2 separate regions of the Urocitellus parryii genome follow, and region 2 is linked to region 1. Evidence: chromatin contacts called from public Hi-C data. All regions are on one chromosome and are shown on one strand. The core of a region is the stretch at or near the end of the contact, and the rest is flanking DNA. Distances in the headings are between cores, read along the strand shown. Region 1 holds the start of Taf8 (TATA-box binding protein associated factor 8). Region 2 holds the start of Prickle4 (prickle planar cell polarity protein 4).

Evidence for each region. Hi-C and Micro-C count contacts between places; a contact is called where the count stands out from the background.
Region 2: a Hi-C map of muscle shows a contact between it and region 1, with 4 times the contacts expected there. The contact joins the promoter of Prickle4 here to the promoter of Taf8 in region 1. A contact is called at or near these places in 2 of 2 Hi-C or Micro-C datasets (liver and muscle).

Annotation. Positions count from the first base shown.
Region 1 is chr8:108,985,476-108,989,783 of mUroPar1.hap1, forward strand. It overlaps Taf8 (TATA-box binding protein associated factor 8), which reads right to left and starts at 2,333. Exons shown (of 8, transcript XM_026383552.2): 1 at 2,280-2,333; 2 at 1,328-1,484; 3 at 82-180. The coding sequence starts at 2,324. It overlaps Ccnd3 (cyclin D3), which reads left to right and starts at 3,451. Exons shown (of 5, transcript XM_026383491.2): 1 at 3,451-3,637.
Region 2 is chr8:109,196,596-109,200,903 of mUroPar1.hap1, forward strand. Prickle4 (prickle planar cell polarity protein 4) reads right to left here and starts at 2,341. Exons shown (of 7, transcript XM_026383686.2): 1 at 2,326-2,341; 2 at 144-284. The coding sequence starts at 272. Frs3 (fibroblast growth factor receptor substrate 3) reads left to right here and starts at 3,068. Exons shown (of 7, transcript XM_026383570.2): 1 at 3,068-3,151.

The sequences.
Region 1 (4,308 bases), core at 1,083-3,582:
TGGGTGCCTCCTAAGGACTCAACCCTCTCTCATGACCTCAAATCAGTTGCATGGAAGAATTTGAAACTGGGGTGTACTTACCCATCTCAACCAGAGTGACCACAATATCTGACAGCGTAGGCTGGGTCCTGGCTGTGTGCTCACAGTAAGACTTGGCACTCCTCCCAATTTCTGAAATGTCTATGAGAGGATCGAAAGCATGAGGTCTTATTCTCAGTTCCTCAGAAAGTTAAATATAGAATCACCATGTGAAGCAGCAATTCCACTTCTAGGTCTATACCCAAATGAATTGAAAGCAGGGACTTAGAGATACTTACATATCCATGTTCATAGCAGCATTGTTCACAACAGCCAAGTGGTGGAGAAAAATTATTCTCCACTGACAAGATAATGGATAAATTGTGGGGCATACATAGAATAGAATATTATTCAACCTTCAAAAGAAATTAAATTTATATATGTTCAACATGGATGAACTCTGAAAACTCTTTTGGCAAATAAAATAAAATAAATGAAATAATCCAGACACAAAAAGGTAAATACTTTAAGATTCCACTTATATGAGATGCCTAGAAAAAGCAAATTTATATAGAAAGAAAGTAGATTAGAAGAAAAGAGAAATGGGGTGTTATTGTTTATGGGTAGAGTTTCTGTTTGAAATGATGAAAACTTCTGGAAATGGATAGAATTGATCGTTGCACAATATGATGAATGTAATTAATACCAATGAATTGTACACTTAAAAATGATTAAAACAAGCCAGACATAGTGATATATGCCTATAATCCAAGCTATTTGGGAAGCTGAGGTACATTCAAGGCCAGCTTCAGCAGCATAGTAAGACCATGTCTCAAATAAAAAGGGCTGGTGTGTTAGAGTGCCCCTAGGTTTAATCCCTAGGAACATATACAAACCCCCTGAGAGAGAGAGAAAGAGAGAGAGAGAGGAAAGAAAAAAAAAAAAGAAACGGATGGAAGCAGGGAGAGAAAGAGAAATAACAATAATAAGAGAATAATCAAGAGCTTACAATTTTCCTATCTCAGAATGTTTTACATTTAAATCTCACTTATACTCACAACTCCCTGAGGTACAATTTATTACCCCATTTCACAAATGAGGAAACTGAGGTATGGGAGGTTTAGTGACTTGCCTAAGTTATTAAGGGACATAATAATGACTTATACCCAAGCCTATCTGATTCTGAAGCCTGTAAGTCACTTCATTCCCCACCCCCGCTTTTGCCTTAAGTCCTAACACCATTGCAGTACAAGGCATAGATCTGATGTTGGGTTGACTAGAAGACAGCCTAGTGTTTCCTGGTACTCACAGCTTTGCAGCATTTCTGTCAATGTTTCCACAGATGCTTTTTCAGCACTCTCAAACCCTGCTTCTGTGAGCAAGGAGCTCACAACCACTTGCAGGGTTCTCCTCCGGGCCAGATGATAGTTATCTGCAGGGTTAGTGGACTGTTTACTTCCTGATCTCTGTGAAATTGGCAGGAGAGCAGGGGAAGACTTTCAACCACAGGACAAGGATACAATCACATAGTTCCCACATCATCAATGGCAAGCCAAAGTTCTTTTGCTATATACTTAGCAATGCTTAATATTCAGAATTATAAATCTTGACCAACTAAGTAATACTTTACCACCCAGGGTGCTCTAAATAAGAGATAACCTTTCTTCCAAACTCTAAATAAGAGATAACCTTTCTTCCAAACTAAAACGTTCCAGGAGGAAAAACAGCTTTTTCCCCCCACTTTCTGTGTTAAGAGATTATCAGAAAATATAGCTGAAGAAACATGTATGAAAAGATTGAATAAATCTACTTCCGCCAAAAGAAATAATCTCTCTCTTGTTCCATCTCTATACTATTTCATTAGCAAGGAAAAATAAAACAATAACACATAAAGCTGAAGACATCAAGGCAAAGGATAATCGCACAGAAATGTAGAGAAGCTAAATATTTTGAAACGGAATCCTTCCCAACTTTAGATGGCCAATAAGAAGGTGAAAACGGCTTCTTTGGACCAATCAGAAGGTGTTCCGGGTTCCCACCCACCCAACAGAGAACTGGCCAATCAAGACGCAGATCCACCAACTTAGGAGGCCGTCGCCAAGTCCTAAGGAGGGGGGGAGACGTTCGGCCTGAAACACCCTCCTCCTCTCAGAGCTCCTGGTGGGGCTGGATTTCTGGGCATGAGCGTGTTGCCCAGGCCAGGGCAAAGTTACAGAATGCCCAAACTCTCTGGGCTTCAGCCCTGCGCCTCCTTCCCTTACCGTTCCGGAGCTGCCGGCCCCGGCTGCGGCCGCCGTGTCGGCCATCTTGCTCTGGCGTCGTGTGCGCGAGCGCGGGGTGGGATGGGACTTGTAGTCACGGGGCGGGGAGTCGGGGAGAGGCGGGGCGGCGCGCGCCCCCCAGGTTTTCGGAAGCCCAGTGGCACTGGGGGTGAGGAGCGTCGATGACTCTGAGTTACGCGAACTTTTGTGAGAGAATTATTCTTGAGGCCTTCGGTGAGCTAGGGAATAGGCCAGGAAAACGCACTTTGGGTTTTACTGATTAAAAATAAATTATTTTAATGTGAATCGTTTCTCATAAAGAGCATAATCCTGAGAGGACCCCTGGAAGTCGCCTGCATTCGCAGAGGTTTCCAAATTTATCAGGTTAGCAACACCTGGTTGGGCCATCCCAGTCCCAGTGCCTTCACCGTGGGAGAGGGTCTTGTTATTAACAAGCTCCTCAGATGGTTTTCCTGAGCCGGTAATTTTGGGCAACCCTAGAGCGTCCCACCGCATGAATTTGTCCTCATGGCCCCGCAGCCACCAAGGCCCACTTGGAAGCAGAGCCTAAGGGCCACCTAGTCCGGGGTCTTCCACTACATCTCGCTGCGCTCTCGCTCTCTATTCATCCGCTAGTGATTGCGAGGCGAGCAGAGAAACCTTGTCCCTTTCCCGCCTCACTAGGGCGTTGGGTCCACGCGTCTGCTAGTGGTTTTGTCACTCGCCTGTCGGCGGGTTCTTCGAAGGAAGGGACCTCGAAGCACCTTAGTCGTCCGCGCAGGGGAAAATAAGATCACAGTGTTGTCACGGTGCTTGGCGTGCAGAAAGAGTTAAGAAATCACGCCTGCTGTTGTTGTTTACTTCCTGGATAGCGCACGCCGGAGTTGCGAACCCCAAGAAGGCAGCTGCCGAACCTGCCTGCGCCCGCCCTGCTGCCCACACCTGAGCTGCGGTCGCCCGTCCCCTAATCCAGGGCACGTGGGGCGGGGTCTGCAGGTCGCGAGTGGCGGGGCTGGGGTGGGGGCGGCGCCGATTGAGCAGCCCCGCGGCGCCTGGGGGTGTGGGGGACCCAGCCTTGGCGGAGCTGAGCACCCAGCCCCTTTGTCTCCCCCGCCCCCTCTTCCCCACTTCCTGCCCAGCTTTAAACTCGGAATCTGCGGCGCTGCGAGAACTTTGTAAACACGCCGCTCCTGCGGAGGTGGACACTAGCTCTTTTGGGGCGCCCAGGGGAGGGCGTATACCCCTCCCCGCGATTGGGGTTGCGACAGCCCCCGCTCCCCAAAGACAGAAGCCTGGGCGGCGGGAGAGAGAGTCTGCAGCCAACAGTCGGTGCTCCGGGGGGCTCGCCTGCCAAAGAGGTAGGCTTGGGGGCTGGAGAAGCCAGGATAGATGGACATCTATGCCTTTCTCTGGGGTTTTGCTTAAAGACGAAGCTGGAGACCCCGAGTTAGGGGTCAGTGGGTGGGTTAAGGGGGTTGCCTCGCTCCCATCACCTCCCCGTTGGCCACCAAAGCTCAGCTCACTTTCCCTTTTAATGCATTATTCTTCCGGGAGTTGAAGGGCAGGGAAGCCTCCATGAGCCTTGTAAATGTGTGCACACCTGCATTGCCTCCCTCCTAGTTGACTTGAAAGCCCAGGGGCTTCACTTTATTCCCCAGTGATAGGGGTGGAGGGCAGACCAGTATGGGTAGGGAGTCTGTGGGTGTTGAGACCAACCAGGGTCAAGGAGGGACCCCTCAGCATCCTCCCTTCTGTGGTGTTTAGTGGTTATGCAGATTATGGTCTTAGCCTTCCGGGTCTCACTTCACATGTGGACAAGAAGAATATGAAGTTTGCTGCTGTGCATGATTCATTTTCCTTGGTTGAGCACCAGCTATGTGCTTGGCATTGCGTGGGATGCTGAAGGCAGGAGTGATGTTCATCTATAGGTACTAGTCATCCTCCAGAACCCAACATTTGAGTTGGATTCTGGAGGATGACTAGTTCACCAGACAGAATTTTGTGGAAAGTCTTTGGGGACACTCATTCC
Region 2 (4,308 bases), core at 1,091-3,590, 210 kb after region 1:
CTGTAGAGAAAGGAATTCCTGAAGAGGGAAAAGGGCCACAAGAAGTTAGCCATAAGAGAAACTGCCTCCCACTTGATGGAAAAGGGAGGAGATCCAAAGGACAGAGAGCATGTTGGTCTCAGGAAAGGCAATACTCTTACTACCTGAGCAGAGATATCCTCAGGGTCCTCTTCTGGCAGGTGGCCTGAGTCATCTGAGTTGGCCGAAGGACCTGACTCCCTGGAGACAGGACTGTCCTCTTGGTGGAGCCAGCCAGAGTTCAGCATTGACATTGGTGGCAAGATCTACCCCAAAACAATAAGAGCCACCTCCATTCATTGGGCCCTTATAGTATGCTAGGCAGTGCTGAGTGCTTACAGGCATTATCTCATTCAATCTTGCCAACAACCAGGTGACTTAGGTGGTATTGTTGTCCCCATTTTATATATGGCCAAGCAGAGGATCAGTGAACATGAATGGTATACCCAAGGTCAAACAGATAAGTGGCAGAGCCAGATCTCAAGGCGAGGCCTTTCAGCTTGAGTTTCTGAAGTTCAAATTCTGGAGTCTCCCAAGATTGGGTGGAAGGGAAAAGGAGTCCCACAGTGGGAGGAGAGGGCATTTTGCTTTTTTGGTGAGCCCATGGGCACCCCAAAACAACTGAATGCTCTCCATTTCTCCATAAACCCATGTCCCTCTCAGCTCATCTAGTCTATAGATGTAGGACAGAGGAAGACGCTGTGCTTTTATTTATAGCAGCTATTTATTTCTTGTTTTCTTTATTTTTCTTTTGCAGTGCTGGGAACTGAACCCAGGGCCTTGCCCATGCTAGGCAAGTGCTCTACCACTGAGCTACATCCTCAGCCTCTATGGCAGCAATTTCATTGGATAATCTTAATACATTTCTTTAGACTTTCTTAGCAAGTCCTGATGTGACTGCAGTATCTTGATGGTGAAAAGAAACTACTGAAGTATAATAGAGATGGGCCCTGCCTTCAAAGAATTCATAGGCTAGTGATGAAACCAGACCGAATGGGACCAGAACGCTGGGCACATCACACACACTGGGGGAAAAAATTACCATTACCATAGCAGCCAGTGTGCAGTGGTACAGGCTGTGATCCCAGCTATTCAGAAGGGTAAAGCAGGAGAACCACAAGTTCGAGGCCAACCTTGGCAACTTAGCAAGACCCTGTCTCAATATAAAAAAAGGGGTAGGGACTTAGCTCAGTGGTAAAGTGCCCCTGAGTTCAGTGGGGCTGGTGGTGGGGAGGACTACCATAGTTAATTTTTTCGTTTACTCTGTGCCAGGGACAATTTTAGGATTTTACATAATATAATCCATCCCCACAATAATCCTATAAAACAGTTTATTTTGTCCCATTTTACAGCTGAAACAAACTTTAATATGTCCAAGGTCACACTAGAAAGCTAAAGGAAGCTTTAGGAGGAGGTGGCCTCAGAGCTGGATGGAGTCTAACAGCAGCTGGGAATAGGGGGGTAAATATTAAATCTCTGGCCTCTTTTAAGACATGACTTTGGAGTTGGGCCCAGGTTTGGACCATAACAGTTATCAGTGCTTCCCAGGCCTGAATCCTCCTCAGCCCTGTTTCAAATGTCCTGTGCCACCCTTCCCTTCTTTCTGGCTCCACACCCACCTGCTTCCTTCCTGTTCTGTCCTCAGGTCAGGCAGATTTCCTGTAGAAGACAGCCAGGATGGACTATTCAAACTGGGAGCCAAGAGTAGCAACTTCCCCTAACAGCACTGACCCTGCTCTAGATAGCAAGAAGGGGGACATATGGGACCTCAGAAGGGGATTTGCACTTTCTTCTAGGTTAGCTAATAACTGAAGTTCAGCACGGAATTGTCCGAATTTAGATACAGCGCTCAGATCTTTGTCTCTCACTCTTCCCCCATCTCTACCCAGAGCAGCCTAACTTACCTCCACCTAGCACTGGACCCCACCTTACTAACATGCCATATTTCCCCTCCCTCCTCTCCCCAGATGAGGGACAGGGTTGAACTGCCGCCTCCCCGCAGGTGGAACCACGCTCAGGGAGTATAGAAATCCTCAACCCACGCCTGCCTAGAAGGGCAGAGTCCGACAGGCTCTAGGGGTTGGCGAGCAGGAGGGAAGGGGTTTCCCCCGGACAGTGGGGGGGAAAGGGGCGGGGAGTGTCCGGTACCGCCAAGTGCCCTCTTAATAGATCCCAAAGTTTTTCTAGGACTTTATGGGGCCCACCCGCAGAGAGGGGATATGGGGTGGTGTGGTTTCCAAGTCTACTCGGGCTCCTTGTCTGGCTAGTAGCCTAGGGAAGGGGACCGGGACTCCGCCGGGGCCTCACCGCAGCTTCCAGCCGGTGTCCGCGCTGTTCTGGACAGACCCGCCGTCCGACCCGCCCCTAGCCCCGCCCCCCGCCTCTGCCCGCGGGGTAGGTGCGGCCCTTCCTCCCCCGCTTCCCCAGCGGTCCTCGCCCTCCCGCCCGGTCCGGCTGGTGGAGAGGGGCGCCGCGGGGAGGGGGGACTTAAGAAGAGCATTCGTGGGATCCCAGGGTGGAGACAGAGCAGGCTGCCTTGCCCTCGCCAGGCGTGGGCTTTGCGCCGGGACTCCGCCCAGGTTCTTAGCCGCGCGGAGAAAGAAAGCGCACAGCGGAGTCTGCAGCCTCTGCTCCCCGGAGGGTCCCAGGTCCCCTCAGACCTCCCCTCTGGCCCCAACCCTACCCCTCTCGGTGTGCTTCCCTCCCGTTCCCGTCTTCTTGTCCCCGTTGGTCCCCCCGCCGTTTTTCCTCTCCTCAGCCCTCTAGGGTCCCGCTCTTCTCCCTTTTTATCCCTCGGACCTTCTCCCCTATCTTTCGTGCCTCCTCAGCCCCGCCTCCGCTTTAGGCCCCGCCCCGCTCCCGCCAGGGTTCCCAGCCGCTGACCGGGAGCGCCCTCTGGCGTCTGCGCATGCTCCCTGTTCCCGACTGCAAAGTCCTCCAAAGGGACCTTCTAGGCTGTGCGCCGGTCGCCCCCGCTCGGGTCCGCCCGCCCGCAGCGTCTCGTTGGTGCTGCTGGTGACCTCCGACCCCGCGGCCGCGGGGCGGGGCGGGGAGGCCTTAGCTCCGGGCGGGCGGCGGTTACTGCAGCGGGACCCGGGAGCGGGGCCCGGCGCCGCCCGGGCCGAGGGGCGATGTGAGTCGGGGCGCGGCGGGGCGGGGACGAGGCGGCTCTACTGAGGCCGCGTCGCGCCGCGCCGCAGTCTCTGCTCCCTCCCTAGGAAGCCCCGGGCAAGCGGGCGGTGGAGTCCCCAGGGCTGGGGGCGGGGATCCAGGCACGGTGCGCGGCCCGACCTTCCCATTCCTTGCGGGTCCCTAGAAATAACCCCTTGACAACCCTGCTGCCAAATCTGCCTCTTACTCCCCAGACCCTACCTTCTCCCCCTCCCCCGTCACACCTTCGCATCTCCTGTAGCCCTCAAAACCCCTTGATCACTTTACGAATCCCCTGAAACGCGCACAGACCCACCGTTCTGAATGTCCCCAGATGCTTCCACTTCCCTGAAATTTCTCAGATCGAGCCTTCATATCTTCTGTTTTCTTTGCACCATGCTCAAATCCAATTCTTGCCCACGTCCCTCCTTTGCATGCATGCATTTTAGTCACCATAACCCCATCTAACTCCAGTCCCCACTCCATACCTATCCTGGATGGGAGCCCCCTCCCCCATCCTTCCCGCCCAATGGAATCTCCCCTCAATGGGTTATCTAATGATATGTCCAAACATCATCTGATGGAAAAGATGGAGACAGGAAAAGTACAACCCTTCCCCCACTTGCACCCCGTAGTTCTTGGTTTCACACACAATCCTCACTCCCTCTGATAGCTTAAGCTCCAGTGTTTTCCCAGGAATCTATCTTTAGGCTGTGCACATCTCCTTTGGCCTGCTTCCTCCTTCCTCCTTCCTCCCAGAGAATAAACCACACTAAGAGGGTGGGGGTCCTTTTACCTAGGAGTTGTGCAAAGATGCAGGGCACTGTGTCCCTGGGAAATACTTTTTCCAGAGGGGGTGGGGTGGGGGTGGGGGGTGGGGATTTTGAGAGTCTTCAGAGTCTTAGTTTGTTGACTTTTCTACCTGGGGTGCAGATGCTCTCAAATTTGGCTTGTTAATATTTTTGTTAAAATTGGACTTTTCAGAGTTTGGGGAACAGAAAGTCAGTCTAGCTTCAAAATGTGCCATTGAAGAAGCTTGTCCTGGAAGAGGAAACTGTCCATTTTAGTGATGTTGGTCTTACATACTTACCTCTAGAAGTTATTGAAGCTATGAGTGCCACAGTTTTCTAATGTTTCCCC